Linked DNA regions of Zea mays: region 1 is linked to region 2. Evidence: chromatin contacts called from public Hi-C data. All regions are on one chromosome and are shown on one strand. The core of a region is the stretch at or near the end of the contact, and the rest is flanking DNA. Distances in the headings are between cores, read along the strand shown. Region 1 holds the start of LOC100273953 (plastid transcriptionally active 6). Region 2 holds the start of LOC100275011.

Region 1 (3,657 bases), core at 1,111-3,610, 160 kb before region 2:
AAACATGGTTTTGAATATCTTACTTACCATAACTTTAGCTCTTGTGATTGACCTTGTTCTCGAGTCAATAACATAGATCTCCTCAAAATCAAGAAAAAAATCTGGGTCATCAGCGCGCCTGTTTCTGTAGTGCTTGGTCAAGAAAACCTGCGGTGCGAAACAAAATACAGCATATGTTCTGAATATAAAAAAAAACACTCACAAGGCCACAAGGGGCCTCTTACCAGTGTCAAACATTAATGCACATAAACAATAAGAATTAAAGCTTTAACATCTTACTCCTCCGGTGTCCAATTATTTGTTGTTTAAGACAACGACACGGTCATCAAAATATAGCTTTGACTAATGTTGTTTTTTTTTGTTAAAATACAAATAATTTCTTAATGCATTTATACTTTTATAAAAAAGTACTTTTTAAGACAAATCGATGGATATAAATATTAGGTTCCAAAACTAAATAACAAAACGGTTATTTGTAGTCAAAGTTTTATAAGTTTGACTCAAACCTGGTCCAAAACTACAACTAATAGGACACCGGAGGGAGTATACATTAACAGTCACGCCTCACCTTCCAGGGTAGTATCAAGTTAAAACTGACCTTAACAGAAGCTAGCAAAGCAGGGCAATACAGAAGCATAGGTGGACATTTCTATTTCAGCTGACTGGGACATTCTGGAACAAACGAGACCTAGGGCCTTCAGAACAAAGATACATGAAATATGGGATTGTTTACAAGTAAATTCTCACTACGGTGCAGGCTGGGCCGCCCAATATAATGCTGCTATAGTGCTACCCCCCTAACTTAGACTGCAATGTGTCTTGTTTCTCTGATCTAACAGGGTGCTAATCTCTCATAGCACCCTGATACTACATTTTGTTGTAAGATGTCAAGCTTTCTACTTTCTTCCTAGTTAACCGTAAAGGCACACTATTGCATTTTGTCCAAGTATAAGAGCAGAAACCTAGGTAATTCACTGTTTGAATATTCCCGTTTTAGGGTCTACAGAATTTACAAAACTAGGACAACGAACAATTTAAAATTCCAAAAATGAACTGCTTCATGATGATGAACTCAAAGCTCTGCGAAATGCTTTACAAGATGCTTGACTAAATCAACTTCACACGAGCACAGTAGCCTACACGTAAGTGCTAGATAGGCATAGTAACTTGCAAAGCAGATTCCATCTTGACATTTAGCAGGGAGAAGCAAAATAGGGGGGGGAGTCAAGAGATCAGGAAAAAAGAAGATCCCAGCATACCTTCATGATCTCCCTCTCTGTCTTGTACAGTGGATCGCGCAAATGCTCAACTGGTGGCTCGCTCACGTGGTAACGGCCAAAGTTTTTCTTCGTGCACCTCGCGTACTAATCCCAACAAGAGAAACAAGAATCACACATCATGACATTTCACATTCATCTGAACTGACATGCGAAATAGCTGAAAAGTGTGTTCCCACCTTCTGCGGCATCGGGGCAAGAACCCTCGGAATGGAGTAGATGTCGGTGTCCGGTGGCGTGACATACATCTGTTGCGCAGAAATGCCGTGCTCAGCAAGATGAGCGCCACACAATTGAGTCAGAAGACATGTACATGTGATGTTGTTAATCTGGGTAGCATCGCCAGCACGTGTTCGATGAAATGTCGCACTTGACCAGAAGCATAGTGATGGACAGCAGGTTTGGTGAGATTGAAATACCGCAGGCAGTTGTCACAAATTGTACTAGGAAGCTCAGCGGTAGTACTGACTAATGAGAAGGTTGTCTTATGGCTACATATACCTCTCTGAAGTCGAAGACGTCGTCGTCGGGGTCGGGCACCTTGCGGATAAGGAAGTCGCAGTGGAGCAGCCTAATCTTGTGAAACTCGTCCTCATCCACGGCGTAGTCGACGACGGTGTCGGACGCTGAATCCCGCGTGGAGACGAAGCTGTCGGCGGCGACCATGGCGATGTCGCCCTCCTCCCCGGGCGACGCCGACGCGCCCGGCGGCGACGGCGGCTTGACGACGGGAGCTAGGAGGCGGTCGTAGTCGACGTCGTAGTCCTGCTCGTTGTCGACGTCGTCGTCCTCGCCGACGCCGTCCGCGTCGTCGGGGTCGAAGTCGCCGAAGTCGTCGTCCATGTCGCCGTCGCCGTACGCCGCCGACACGTCACGCGGGCGCCGCGGCAGGACGGCAAGGGGGGCAGCGAGGAGGCGGAGGGAGAGGGAGCAGGAGGTGGGTGCGGGCAGCTTGGGCTTGCCGGGGAAGTGGCGGTGTGGATAGGGGCAGCTGCAGCTGCGCGAGAAGGAGACGATAAGTGGAGTGGTGGTGGTGGTGGTCGCCATGGCTGCGGCTTCGACGGAGGGGTCGGGAGGCCCGAGGCCCTCACATAGCAATACCACCCCCGGCTCGTTTCGCGGCTAGACACATGGCCCATGAGGACACTAGCATTCAGCCCATTAGCCCAAACCTGCAAACAGTACAGTCAGTAGTACTACAGGATATCAAATGAACATCAAATCAAAAGGAGGGAGATAGCAATGAATATTGCCGACTTATCACAACAAACGACCGTGCCAGAGATCTGAAAGAGAAAAGACACAACAGATCAAGTGTTCGAAAGGCTCCATGTATGATATGCTCAATAAATCGTGCCATTTCATCCTCGACATAGACACACGACTCATAGTTACTGAGCAAGGCATTCGTTCCAAAACACATTCAAAATATCAAATCCTCTCCAAGCCTCAAGATTAACTCAATTGCTTAGTGACTTGAAAAGAGAGAGTTTTGTATTCCTTTTGTTGCTCTTGTTGCTTGGATTGTTTTCTCCTTCTCATTATAATTCTTCTAAGTGTTTTGTAAAGCTAGCAAGAGACACCTAAGGTGTGGTGATCCTTGCGGGGTCTTAGTAACCCAAGTGATTAAGGAGAAGTCTCGACTGGTCTGTTTAACCGATTGGGAGAGAGAAAGGGTTGGAATAGACCCGGTATTTGTGGTCTACTCAACGGGGATTAGGTTCTTTGGAACCGAACCTCGGTAAACAAATCGTCGTGTTCATTTGTGTTGATCTCTACTCGATTTGTTTATCCCCTCTCCTCTCTCTAAAGTTCCCTTGCTCATATCGATTTGAGTTTGCTCACAAGGTTATCCGCATTGATTGAGCGACTCATAGCAAGAGAAACAATCTTCCGCACTCCGAATTCATTCCTAACCCTAACCCCGGCATAAAGCATGTTTAAAGTTTGTAAATTTTAGGTTTCGCCTATTCACCCCCCTCTAGGCGACTTTCAGTTTGACTATGGATACAACACCATCATTGGAAGACCGGGATTGGCAAAATTCATGGTCATTCTGCATTACTCGTACATGATACTCAAGATGCTAGGTTCTCAGGGGATCATCACTGTTCGCGTCGATTTTCAAGGCGCCGCCGAGTGCTTCCGAGGTGCTACATAAACGGCTATCACGGTCGGGCCCTCGGTAGCTCTCCCTACATAGGTCAACGACAAGCAGGCGAAGGATGGCTTCACGATCCCCTGAAATGAAGCATCGGCTGCGACCTCTATGCGGCCGACTGAGGAAACCAAAAGGATCAGCCTCGGGTTCTCCGATGAGTGCAAGACCGCAATCATCAACTCCAGCCTCAACCAAGCAACCTCAACATTCGACCAATTG
Region 2 (3,949 bases), core at 1,314-3,813:
GATCGACACTATTACTTAGCCACCCACATCAACTCTCTACACCCTCAATTCAGAGAGCTCTCTTGTAACATTGTCCACCAAGCATACTCACCAGGACGTAGGGTGTTACGCATCTCTAAGCGGCCCGAACCTGTAAATCTTGTCCACTGTCCCTCGTGCAATCGACACGAACCATTTTTCTACAGTTGTCGACACCGTCCTACTCCTAAAAACACCTTGAGGGGCAACCCTGGGTGTGCGGTCGGACCCAAAACACCGACATTGATAAAAATGTCACCATGACAAAGAATTCAGAAGACCTTATTAATGATCCGGAACAAACATTCAACAACCTGAGGACCTACAAATAAAAGTTTGAACTAAAAGTTGTGTTTCAAGCATTCTATTCATAGAATTGTTCATATTAATAACCTGAAATAGAGAAAACAAAGTCAATCAAGATAAAATATACGCCATCACGAGAATAAATTCATTAACTTCACAAAACCAAGTACAGGAGCTAATTACGTGCATGACGGCTTGGAGGAGATTCATACATTGATTTGACGATGGAGGAAGGAAATATAATCTAGCAGTGGGTATGGTTCGCAACACATACATGTGAAACACCTTGCATTTGAATTAGGTCAATCTAAAACAATTCAGAATACATGGTTTTAATAGATTTGAAAACTACCAGAAAAATAAACAATACCTTACAAATATTAGAAAATAATATTTCTTAAAAAGAGAAAGAATGGGATGGGACCACTATCCATACCCACCAAAATTACTACTCCATCCACTCACTAATATATGACATTGTTATTTTTTTTTTAAAATTCTGACCGCTCGTCTTGTTTATATAGATGGCCAACAGGCCGGCCCGGCACGACCCGACACGGGCCCGGGGAAGCACGACCCATCAGCCAACGGGCCGGCCCGGGTATACGGGCTGAACGGGCCGTGCCTAGAGAGCCCACGTGCCTGGCCGTTGGCCCAGACACGGCCCTCTGGGTCACTTTTCGTGCCGGGCCAGCCCGCTAGGCACGCTAAAAAAAACGAGCCGTGCTAGCACCAACCCGCTAATGTTCCCAAACAGCAGAAAATATAGATAAATTTAACCAAAGTTTAAAAAAACAGCAGAAAATATAGACAAATATAATAAATGAGCTGTTTTGTGCAATGCTGCCTCATTAAAAACCTTTCTAGGTAAAACTCACCTTTGTGAGAAAACCTAGAAAGGAAAAAAGAGTGCAGCCAGCTCAAAGTTTAATCACTAAGTTTGTATCTGTTACAAATGTATATTACAATACAAAATGACTATCTCACAATCACTCAGCACACTAGAACAAAGCAGTGAAAGCACAGATCAGATTTACGCTTACCAACATATGAGGTACCAGTACCACCATCGGTGCTGGTGGAGCCGATCGGAGTATCGGTGGCCGTAGCAGGCCCTCCACCAGCGTTGGTCGGATTAGAACTTAGATCGACAGGAGCAGAGGTTAGATCGATACCGAGCAAAGCAACAGCATCAGCCTCGATGTCGTCTTCGTCATCTGGGACAAGCCCTGCCGCGCGAAGGTCGTCGTTGCCGGTGACCGGATTGACATCGTCATCATCCGCCATGGCGACCTTCACCGCGGACGGCCGAACTCCAGCACCATCCCTCAACGGAGCACGCAGTCGCCATGCTCGATCTACCCCAGAGGAGGAAGACGAGGCATCAACAACTGACCTACAAAAGAGCAGAACAATATACAGTTAGGGTTAGGGTTAGGGTTTACGAAAGATCTAGGGTTAGGATTAGGGTTAGGGTTTACCTGTGCTACCGGAGCCCGATGCCGGAGAACACGGGGCCACCCAGACGACACACGACAGACAGAGACCGATTAGAGACGACGTCGAGCGGGGGAGGGCCGGAGGGGAGGGCGAGACGACAACACGAACTCACATAGTTCACCGAGAGAGAGGGGATTGGATAGGGGAGAGGGGTTAGGGTTAGAGAGGAGTTGGTGGATCGAGGTCACCGGCGTCGGGGACGGAAGCTGAGGTTGCTGGATCGGGGCGGCGCCGCGTCGGGGGGGATTCGCCGATTCGCCAAGTCAATCGCCGCCGAGTCGAGAGAGAGAGAGGGAGCAGGGAGCGAGCAGGTGCGAATGCGAGTGCGAGGGACTGAGAGGTGGGGCCCATGGGGCGAGGAGCCGAGGAGTTAAGGGGGCGGCTGGCCACGGTGTCGGCTACGGGCCCCGACCGGGCTGTCCGCACGGAGCAGGCCGTGCCGTGCCGGCCCACGTGCGTGGCCAGCGGCCCAGGCACGACCTGGTCCACTGGGCCGTGCCCGCCCGGATCCATTCCATACGTGCCGGGCCGGCGTGAACCGGGCCAAAAAAAAGGGCCTCGGGCCGGGTTACGGGTCCGTGCCTCATGTACATCTATACTTGTTTAAAACGAGTGACCTTTGGTGATTACAATTTTTTTAATAAGATGAGTCTTTATTTTTTTAAAAGACAACAACATAGTAGGGAAGGGATAATCAATTTCTATTTATACTCTTTATGGCGATTTTTATTTTCTTTCACTGGTCAATCTCTCGTTCTCTCTCGAGTCTCGGCGTCGCCTGCTTCCTCGCTCCCTCACGCATCGAGACGCCGCTTCCCTTCCCCTGCCACCTCTCTCTCTCTCTCATCTCCCAGCTGCATCCAAACCCTAACCCTAAACCCCTCCCCTACCAACCTCTGCCCAGTCTCCCCACCGGCCCACCCTTCACTGATCTGGCTCCCCACCTCGGACACGCCACGCTTGTGCGATCCGATCGATGTAGGTGAGCGAGCTTCCCGACCTCATGATGACTGCGGGGTGACTGGAGTGTGACTGGGTGCGGAAGCGAGGCACAGCAAGCGTCGATGGCATTGGGAGATCCCATGACGTTCAGGCTCGGCCACTCCTCATCTTCGCCGTCGTCGGCCGCGGCCCCGGTGCCACCGCTGCCCCATCACCACCACAGCCACCAGAACCACATCGCGGATGACCTCCCCGTCGCCAACGGGCCGGAGCCCAGGAACGAGCTGGAGGTCGCCGAGGTGGAGAAGCCGGCGCCCGCGGCGTACCTGTCCCAGGTGGTCGTGCTGTGCGACCAGCGCCACGAGGGGATTGACGAAGCTACCGCAGCCGCCTCAGCGGCCTCCACCAGCGGCCTCGTTTCCAAGTGGCGCCCCAAGGAACGGGTAATGGATGTGATGCAGTTTGCAGATGCTGTTCCTACTGCTCGCACTGATGTTATACTAGACTGTTTGCTGGATTTGGCGCGAAGTGTACAGGGGGGGGGGGGGTGTGTTCAGGATAGCAATTACTTGACTGAGCTTAAAAGGGACAAATTGTGGTTCAACCGCTGGTCGTATGAATTGATTATGATACCTGCAAACTGAAAACTATTTATCAATTTCCGTTATACGTTATGCTCGCTAAAAAAGACCCCGGAAGTCACGGAAAATCAACCTCGCTCCTCTTGCTAGCAGGACAGTAATGATATGGTGGAATTAATCATGGCTTGCCACAATCTAGTATCTTCTGCTGCTTAATCGCTTTGAAATGTTGTCGGGGCTAGGCGCTTGTCTAAATTATATTTCGTATCACTCTTTTACTGTATAACACCGATCAATTCTCTATTCATAATAAAAATTGATACAAAACAAGAATATTGTACCCAACTGTTTGTTGCAGGCTGTAGCATCTACTAGCATGTCATTCTAATTCTTAATGTCATTGACCACTTAAATGTGGCATGATCACCAGTCTTTCAACTAGTATGTTTTGGATAAAAACTAAGCAGTATTTTTCTGGATATTTAACTGGACAACTGGTCATGAAAATATTTTGATGATCATGGTGGCGTATGTATACATATAGAACAAAAAAAATGCAAGTTGCAATATCTTTGAAAAGTTTTCGGCATCGAATAGGTACT

Evidence for each region. Hi-C and Micro-C count contacts between places; a contact is called where the count stands out from the background.
Region 1: a Hi-C map of leaf shows a contact between it and region 2, with 7 times the contacts expected there. The contact joins the promoter of LOC100273953 here to the promoter of LOC100275011 in region 2. A contact is called at or near these places in 3 of 25 Hi-C or Micro-C datasets (ear, leaf and tassel).

Annotation. Positions count from the first base shown.
Region 1 is chr4:189,295,771-189,299,427 of Zm-B73-REFERENCE-NAM-5.0, reverse strand. LOC100273953 (plastid transcriptionally active 6) reads right to left here and starts at 2,360. Exons shown (of 6, transcript NM_001148342.2): 1 at 1,779-2,360; 2 at 1,457-1,525; 3 at 1,260-1,364; 4 at 28-147. The coding sequence starts at 2,324.
Region 2 is chr4:189,136,856-189,140,804 of Zm-B73-REFERENCE-NAM-5.0, reverse strand. It overlaps LOC100275011, which reads left to right and starts at 2,563. Exons shown (of 23, transcript NM_001350146.1): 1 at 2,563-3,209.